Regions from separate parts of the Rattus norvegicus genome. Here region 1 is linked to region 2. The links are chromatin contacts, called in public Hi-C maps. All regions are on one chromosome and are shown on one strand. The core of a region is the stretch at or near the end of the contact, and the rest is flanking DNA. Distances in the headings are between cores, read along the strand shown.

Region 1 (3,704 bases), core at 1,170-3,669, 40 kb after region 2:
CACGAGGTGTGCGATGACCTACTCATGTGTGCTGTGGTTTATACACCACATTCAAAATAAATTCATGTAATTAAAAAAAATAACAAAGAGAGAAGCCCTGGATGCCGTGACTGAATGGGCATGACCTCCACAGGCCCATACACTTGAATGCTGACATCATCAGGAAGGGCTACAACTTGAGAAAGACCAGAAGGATTAGGAGGCGTGGCCTTGTCAGTGGGAGTGGTTTGACTCCCTTGGTAGATGAGGATGTAGCTCTTAGCTACCACTCCAGCACCATGTGTGCCAACATGCCTCTGCCACGATGCTCAAAGACTAAACCTCCGAAACCATACGCAAGCCTCCAGTAAAACACTTTCTCTTGTTGTCCTGGTCATGGTGTTTCCTTACAGCACTAGAACAGCGAGGGCAGCTGGCACACACCTTTAATCCTAGCACTAGGCGGCAGAGGCAGGCAGCTCTGGGTTGAAAGGCCAACCAAAACTACATAGTGAGATCCTGTCCCAAAAAAGGAAAGTCAGCATCGTTTTTCCTCCATCTGACGAGCCTCAGGTCTGTGATATACCCCTTCTTCCGGCCTCGGCCTCCTGTAAAGGATCTACCTGTCTCCTATGTAAAGCCAAACCTGTTCTTTCTTCCTGGCTCTCAGATCACCTCCTACTGACTTGAAAAGAACAACTTGGACTGTAAGGCCCTCCAGGGCTCTGTGGTCCGGCTTCTGTCTACAGTTCCTAGACCAGCCTCTGTGTTCCAGCTACACTGGCATTCTCTGTGCTTTCTTAGATGCCACAGCCCTCCTGCCTCAGGACCCTTGCACATGCTAATTGCGCTGTCTCCACAACTCTTTATACCTAACCTGCTCCAACCATCAAATCAGAGTCTGTCTCTTGGCTTCTCCTCGCCGTCAGCTCTCAGGTTAGTGCTGTTTTCTCAGAAGTCACCAATCTCTTTCATCCCAGGTGGCACACCTCTGTTCTCCAGCTGTGTGAATGCCTGTCCTTCATGGCATCCACCCTGGCTCATTAACAAGGGGACCCTCTCAAGCCAGCTCTTCTTCCTCACTATGCTACACGGGCAGAGTCTCTGTCTCCCCTGCCACGCTCTGGCTAAGTACTGGGGATAATGAAAGGATTACATCAGAGAAGGTCTGTATTCACAGAAAGGGACATAATACAGTAACCAAAAGAATACAAGGAAGGGGCCAATGAGCTGGGTCAGCTGGTAAAAAGCCACCTCTAAACCTGACAGCTGAGCTCAATTCCAGAGAGCACGCACTATCCTCTGACCTCTGTACTCACCCACTTGGACAAACTGAGGCCCAGAGTAGGTGACCTGGCCAAGACTGCACAGTAATTGAAGGAGGAAACAGGCATTTTCCGGTTTCCGTTTTACAAACCCATTTCGTACTCTGTTTTGTTTTCCGACAATACGGAGAATCAAACCTCAAATGTCAAGCAAATTTAAGCACTATTCAACACCCCGGTGTTTTTGGTTTTTTTTAGGTTTTTTTGGTTTTTTGTTTGTCTGTTTGTTTGTTTTTGGTTTTTTGGTTTTTTTTTTTTTTTTTTTTTTGAGACGTTTGTTTCTCCGTGTAGCCATGGCTGAGCTCCCTCTGTAGACCAGGCTGGCCTCGAACTCACAGAGATCCACCTGCCTCTGCCTCTTAAGTAATGGGATTAAAGCCATGCGCTACCACCAGCAGTTTCGATGCTTAATTTGTTTGAAACAGGTTTATTATGTTGCCCACGCTGGCCTCGAACTCAGGATCGTCACAAGCCTTATTAACCCAAGAAGCTGGGATGACAGGTATACACTACTTCGTCCAGCCCATTTACTCCCTTGGGTACACGCTGACATCCAAGTCTGGTTTATAAGGAAGGGAAGGAAAGAAACCCTGACATGAAGTTACGTTAAGTGTGTAAGGCCAAGGCTGAAACAAGGGACGGCCAGACAAGCAGCGGGACCGTTCCGGACACTGCCCGGCAACCCGAGGGCCTAGTACCTTGTTGGCCAATTTCTTGTTCAGCTCCTCAGCAATGGAGTCGTTGAGTTTCCGCTCAAACTGCCACGGGGGTATGCGCACGGTGTCCACCATCTCCACCAGCACGAACATCCTGCGCTAGGGCTCTGGAACCCAAAGAAGCTGTTAAGCACGCGGGGCTGAGAACGGTGAGGGGCTGGGGGTCCCCGAGCTGCCCCCATTCCCTCTCGGATTCTAACAAGCCAAGCCTGCAGCCGAGCCGCGCGGGAGGGCAGGGCCTGGGGTCCCGCTTGCGGATGCCACGCTCCTCTCCCGGAGGAACCTGAGGCCCCATTCCTCCAGGCTTGGAGAAGAGCCGACCCCGTCCCATCCCCGCCCCGACCACTCCGCACCACGCGCGGAAGCCACGCACCATTCACGCGCGTCCAGCGGCTCGGAGGCCCCAACGCAGCGCTAGCCAAACCAAATGAACTCAGCTTCCGGAGAACTGACCAATAAGAAGCATCTGCCCGCCCCTACGGGTCGCAGAGCTAGGCAAGGCTCCTGTGAGGGGAGGAGCCTGAAGGTGGGCGGAGCCGCCTGCACTCTCCCGCTACTGAGAGGAGAGGGGCGGGGTACAGCGCTGAGAGGGCGGGGCCTCGTTCTGAAGCCAGCCAACCCCGGCCACTGAGCGAGTCTGGTTGCTAGGCGATAATTCTGCTCTTCCAGCCTGTCTTTTCTTTTGCACAGCAGCTAGAGAGATCCTTTGAAAATACAAATATAACACGTTCAAAATAGTCTTTACTCGGGCTGGAGAGATGGCTCAGAGGTTAAGAGCACCCGACTGCTCTTCCAGAGGTCATGAGTTCAATTCCCAGCAACCACATGGTGGCTCACAACCATCTGTAAAGAGATCCGATGCCCTCTTCTGGTGTATCTGAAGACAGCTACAGTGTACTTATATATAATAAATAAATAAATCTTTAAAAAAAAAATAGTCTTTACTCCAGACAAGTACCCAAGACAGTGGGCAAAAAAGGGTCACCAGGCCTTTCTGGGTGACAGTAATTTTAAGTGGTGCAATTGATGTATGTACTCACTAAAACTCAGCACACTCCGTCCTTAAACAGCTGAATGCAAACAGTCTCACACTTGTAATGCCAGCACTGAGGAGGTAGAGGCTAGATAATCACTGCAAGTTCAAGACCAGTTTGAGTTACAAAATAAGACTTTGTTTTAGCGGCTCCCTTCCCCGCCGCCCCCCCCCCCCAACACAAAATTTTGGTCAGCCAAACATAGTGGCAAACACACCTGAATTCCAGCACTTAGAAAGTAAAGACAAAAAAAAAAAAAAAAAAAAAAAAAAAACGGGGCTGGAGAGATGGCTCAGTGGTTAAGAGCACTGATCGATTGCTCTTGCCAAGGTCTTGAGTTCAGTTCCCAGCAACCACATGGTGGCTCACAACCATCTGTAATGGGATCCGATACCCTCTTCTAGTGTGTCTAAGGGCAGTGACAGTGTACTCACAGTCGTTCAATAAATAAAATAAGATCTTTTTTAAAAAGACAGAAAAACTAGACATTCAGATCAGCTACTTAGTGAGTTCAAGATCACCCTGGGGTACAAGAGACTTTTTTTTTTTTTGTAACTCTTTCTTTTTATATATTTTTTTAATTTATTTTTATTGGATATTTTTATTTACATTTCAAATGTTATTCCCTTTCCCGGTTTCCAAGACATAAG
Region 2 (4,151 bases), core at 603-3,102:
ATTCCCAGCAGCCACATGGTGGCTCATAACCATCTGTAATGCAATCTGATGCCCTCTTCTGACATGCAAGTGTACATGCAGATAGAGTACTCATATAATAAATAAATAAGTTTAAATAATTCACAATTCACATATTAGTGCTGAACATGTGGTCAGGGCCTTGTGAATAGCTAGATACACACTGCCATCGAGTTGTGTGTCCTGTCCCCAGCGAATTTGTTTTCTAATCATCATCATCATCACTATTAGAGAGAGTCTCATATAGCCCAGACTGGCCTTAAACTCCCAATTCTCCTGTCTCTAGCTCCCAAGGGCTGGGATTGTACCACTATGCCCAGTTTATGTAGTGCTAGGGATTGAGTTTTGTTTTGTTTTTAATTTCATGGACCAGTGAGTTGATTCATTGGGTAATAGAGCCTGCCATTAAATTCTTAACAACCTGAGTTCAATCCTTAGGACCCACATGGTGGAAGGACAGAACTGACTCCTGCAAATTGTCCTCTGACCTCTACACATCTGCCATTTGGCACACATATGACACAGATGGAGGTCAGACAATAGACAACTTTGGGGAGTTGGTTCTGTTCTTCTACTATGAATTCTGGAGGTTGAACTTTGGTCCTGAGATTTGCATAGCAACTACTTATGTCCATTGAGCCCTCTCGGTGGGGCTCAGTGTTACTTCATAAGCCTGTTGCCTATTTTCAGAACTGCTTCCTCGCTGATGGCATTGTGATTGGGATTACAGTTTATGGTTTGGCTGCCAGGCTAGACACTAGAATTGTTATTTTTGTCTCTAAGGTAATTAATGCTTAGGGTAGTCAATTTGCAAAAATGGTTAATGTGAGTGGACACAGTAAAGAAGCTACAGATATGACTGCTTCACAATATGGTTAAAGTTTGTAAAACAAGAGAATAGTCAGAAACATCTGGAAGAGTTCAGAGCAAAGAGAAAAAAGTAGACTGAATGTGGCCAGCAGAGTGGACATGCCAGGGTTAGGGAGCAGGAGATGGGGAGAGGAGGGAACGCAGAGAAAATGAGTAGGTGCAGGAGCAGTAGAGGACAGCTGGTTATAAGGAGGGTGAGTAGCTGTGGGAGGGGAAGGTCAGCACACTGGGGTGGGGACTGTGAAATGTGTAACAGATAGGTGTGTGTGGGACGGAGGGAGCCTGGAGGCTTTGATAAGCTGATAGGTGCAGAAGTGTATCAGTGGAGCCGTGTCAGAGGTAAGGGAAATGACTCCTGGCAGACGAGAACTGCCTCATCCCTCAGGAATGCTGGCTTTTATCTTCTAGAAAACCTAGAGTCCAACTTGAGCTGCCTATATGGGTTGCCTTCCGGAATTTGGACAATTGGACCAGGTGGGTCTGGACAGCTGTTTCTGCACTAAGCTGTTGGTGGAGAAGCCAGCTGAGCCACAGCTGTATAGCTTCTCGATTTGTGCAGGACACAGAGAGGGCTGTAGACAGGCCATGAGTGCACAAGAGTGAGAAGAACCCAAACTAAGGCTGAGCTTGGTGGCACATGCTGTCATCTCAGCAGTGGGAAGCAGAGATCAGCCTGATCTACACAGTGAACTTCAGGCCAGCCAGGGCTTCATAGTGAGACTATCAAAAATAAACACACTAAGAAAAGAAAAGTACTCAAACTACTTAGAGCTTGATGTAGTCTGCCCTGGTTTCACAGTGGTTCTGTGAAGAGACGAGTGCCCAGCTTCAGTTATCTAAAACTGCTTACGTGGTCAGTGGTTGTGCCTAACCCAAACTCAGATCCCAGCCAGTCTGCCCTATCCTGGAGTTCTCTCAGTTTCAGGCTGGGTGTAGTTGCAGCAGAAATACCTTGCCTTTTCTGTGCACTGGAAGTCCTTTGATGTGTCATGGAGCAGGACTTTTACATCAGCTAATGAGGCAGACAGCAAGGCTCTGGTTGCTGGACTTTGAGCTGAAGGAAAAGTAAATCTGAACTCTGCATTGGGAAGGCCATTCGTCAGTGAGGGTGGATGCTGCTTCATGAAGTGGTCTGTTCTCAGCACAGGGTGACCTGAACAGGATGGCAATTGAGGACCTGCACTGAGTTCTGCTGTGGGGACAGAGAGATTCATTGTCCCCAGGAGACTATGAAGGAACCTAGGTCACCAGTGTCAGTTTTCTCCTCTGCAGAGAATCCCATAGGAAGGACACCTAGACAGAGCCTTCATCTGCCTTTCTACTGTCCTTCCTGTGGGCTCTGGGCTGGCTAGCTTATGTCATCTTGACACGAGCTAGAGTTATCTTGGAAGAGGGAGCCTCAGCTGAGAAAATGCCCACTAGATTGGCCTGTGAGTATGCCTGTGGGCATTTTCTTGATTGGGGATTGATGGGGAAGAGCCCACTCACTGTGGACGGTGCGGCACGTGGGCTGTGCACCTGAACGCCATAAGAAAACAGGATGGGGGCTGGAGAGATGGCTCAGTGGTTAAGGGCACCGACTGCTCTTCCCGGGGTCCTGAGTTCAAATCCCAGCAACCACATGGTGGCTCACAACCATCTGTAATGAGATCTGATGCCCTCTTCTGGTGTGTCTGAAGACAGCTACAGTGTACTCATATATATAATAAATAAATAAAATATTTAAAAAAAAAAAAAAAGAAAGAAAACAGGATGGGCAAGTCAGTAAGCAGCACTCCTCCATGGCTTGCTTCTGAGTTTCTGCCCTGACTTCCCTCAGTGATGGGCTGTTACCTGGAAATAAACCCTTTCCTCCCCAAGTTTGGTCATGGTGTTTTAGAGTAGAAACCATGCCTAAGACAGATTAATTTATTTATTCTCGGTCTCTTTCTCTGTTAATGTTGTCAACCAGAGTTTTTTGGTTTGTTTTTTTTTTTTTAAGATTTATTATCTTCAGAAACATCAGTAGAGGGCATCAGATCTCATTTTGTGAGCCACCATGTGGTTGCTGGAACTTGAACTCAGGACTTCTGGAAAAGTAGTCAGTCCTCTTAACCACTATACCTCCAACTCATCATCTAGAGGTTTTTTTGTTTTTGTTTTTGTTTTTGTTTTCTTTTTCTTTTTTTCGGAGCTGGGGACCGAACCCAGGCCTTGCGTTTGCTAGGCAAGCGCTCTACCACTGAGCTAAATCCCCAACCCCCATCATCTAGAGTTTTAAAATTAACTAGTGTATCCTCCATCCTAACTTGTTTACTCGTTGCGGCATAACAAACAGACAGGCCTCAAATCAGAACCTTAAAGCAACAGTCAACATTTATCTCTCACAGTTTCTGGGCTCCAGGAATTTGGGGGTATCTTGTCTGGGTGGTTCTGGCCCAGCCTCAGTTAAGCAGGTGTATCTGGATGAGCTGAGCGCTGTAGTCCAGCAGTGGAGTGCTTGTCTTCCGTGCATGAGGGCCTCAGCACTGCAAACATTTATCAAATGTTCCCTGGGCTTGCATTTCTCTGAAGGCTTGTGTTGGAGTAGAAACATTGCTTTGCCAGGTGGCTCGTTTACAAGGCAGTGCTGGTACTGTTCCTCTCTATATGGACTTCTCCCCAAAATGCTTCTGTGTCTTAACAACATTGTGACAAGCCCGAGTCAACCTGACAGAAGTCACTCATTCAGTGGCCTACATTAGAAGTTGCACAGCATAATTTACCTCCTTGCATTAGAAGTCAGGGAGCAGGGTTGGGGATTTAGCTCAGTGGTAGAGCGCTTGCCTAGCAAGCGCAAGGCCCTGGGTTCAGTCCCCAGCTCCGGAAAAAAAGGAAAGAAAAAGGAAAAAAAAAAAAGGAAGAAGTCAGGAAGCATCCCACATGGTTTTTGAAAGGATGAGGTAATAATGACCAAGCTTAGGACAGGCTCTCCTCATTCATTCTTCCATCCAGGAGACACATAAGATTGTCAGGAGTCTGTAAGATTGTCAGGGAGCCCTCTCCACCCTTTCTTACTGTGCGGTCAGAGTTCTAGCTGTAATGTGGGCATTGTCACAGTTGCTTGAACTTCCACTCCTGAGTGCTCCACAGAGCTTATCAGATCCCCACTACAGACTCCTCTAGGACTTAGCCAATAATGCGTTCCCTTCAGCTGTTGTAACTTGTGGGGTAGAACTTGCCTTTGAGCCTGGTGACTGCTGGGAAGCCCTCCCATTCTTCCTCTTGGAAATGTTTCTGTGGCT

What was found. A called contact is a pair of places that touch in the nucleus more often than the background predicts.
Region 1: a Hi-C map of liver shows a contact between it and region 2, with 2.5 times the contacts expected there. The contact joins the promoter of Polr3h here to the enhancer-like site in region 2. A contact is called at or near these places in 5 of 12 Hi-C or Micro-C datasets (hepatocytes, kidney and liver).

What each region holds. Positions count from the first base shown.
Region 1 is chr7:115,317,462-115,321,165 of GRCr8, forward strand. Polr3h (RNA polymerase III subunit H) reads right to left here and starts at 2,420. Exons shown (of 7, transcript NM_001127295.2): 1 at 2,394-2,420; 2 at 2,003-2,127. The coding sequence starts at 2,113.
Region 2 is chr7:115,278,224-115,282,374 of GRCr8, forward strand. The region is part of intron 1 of Aco2 (aconitase 2); the gene reads left to right. Among named protein-coding and RNA genes, the nearest start is that of Aco2, 14 kb to the left of the region's middle. Within about 2 kb of position 1,853, at least 6 of the 93 cell types and tissues checked have an H3K27ac peak or open chromatin away from gene starts, as enhancers often do. A contact at or near this core is called in liver, where this site is marked.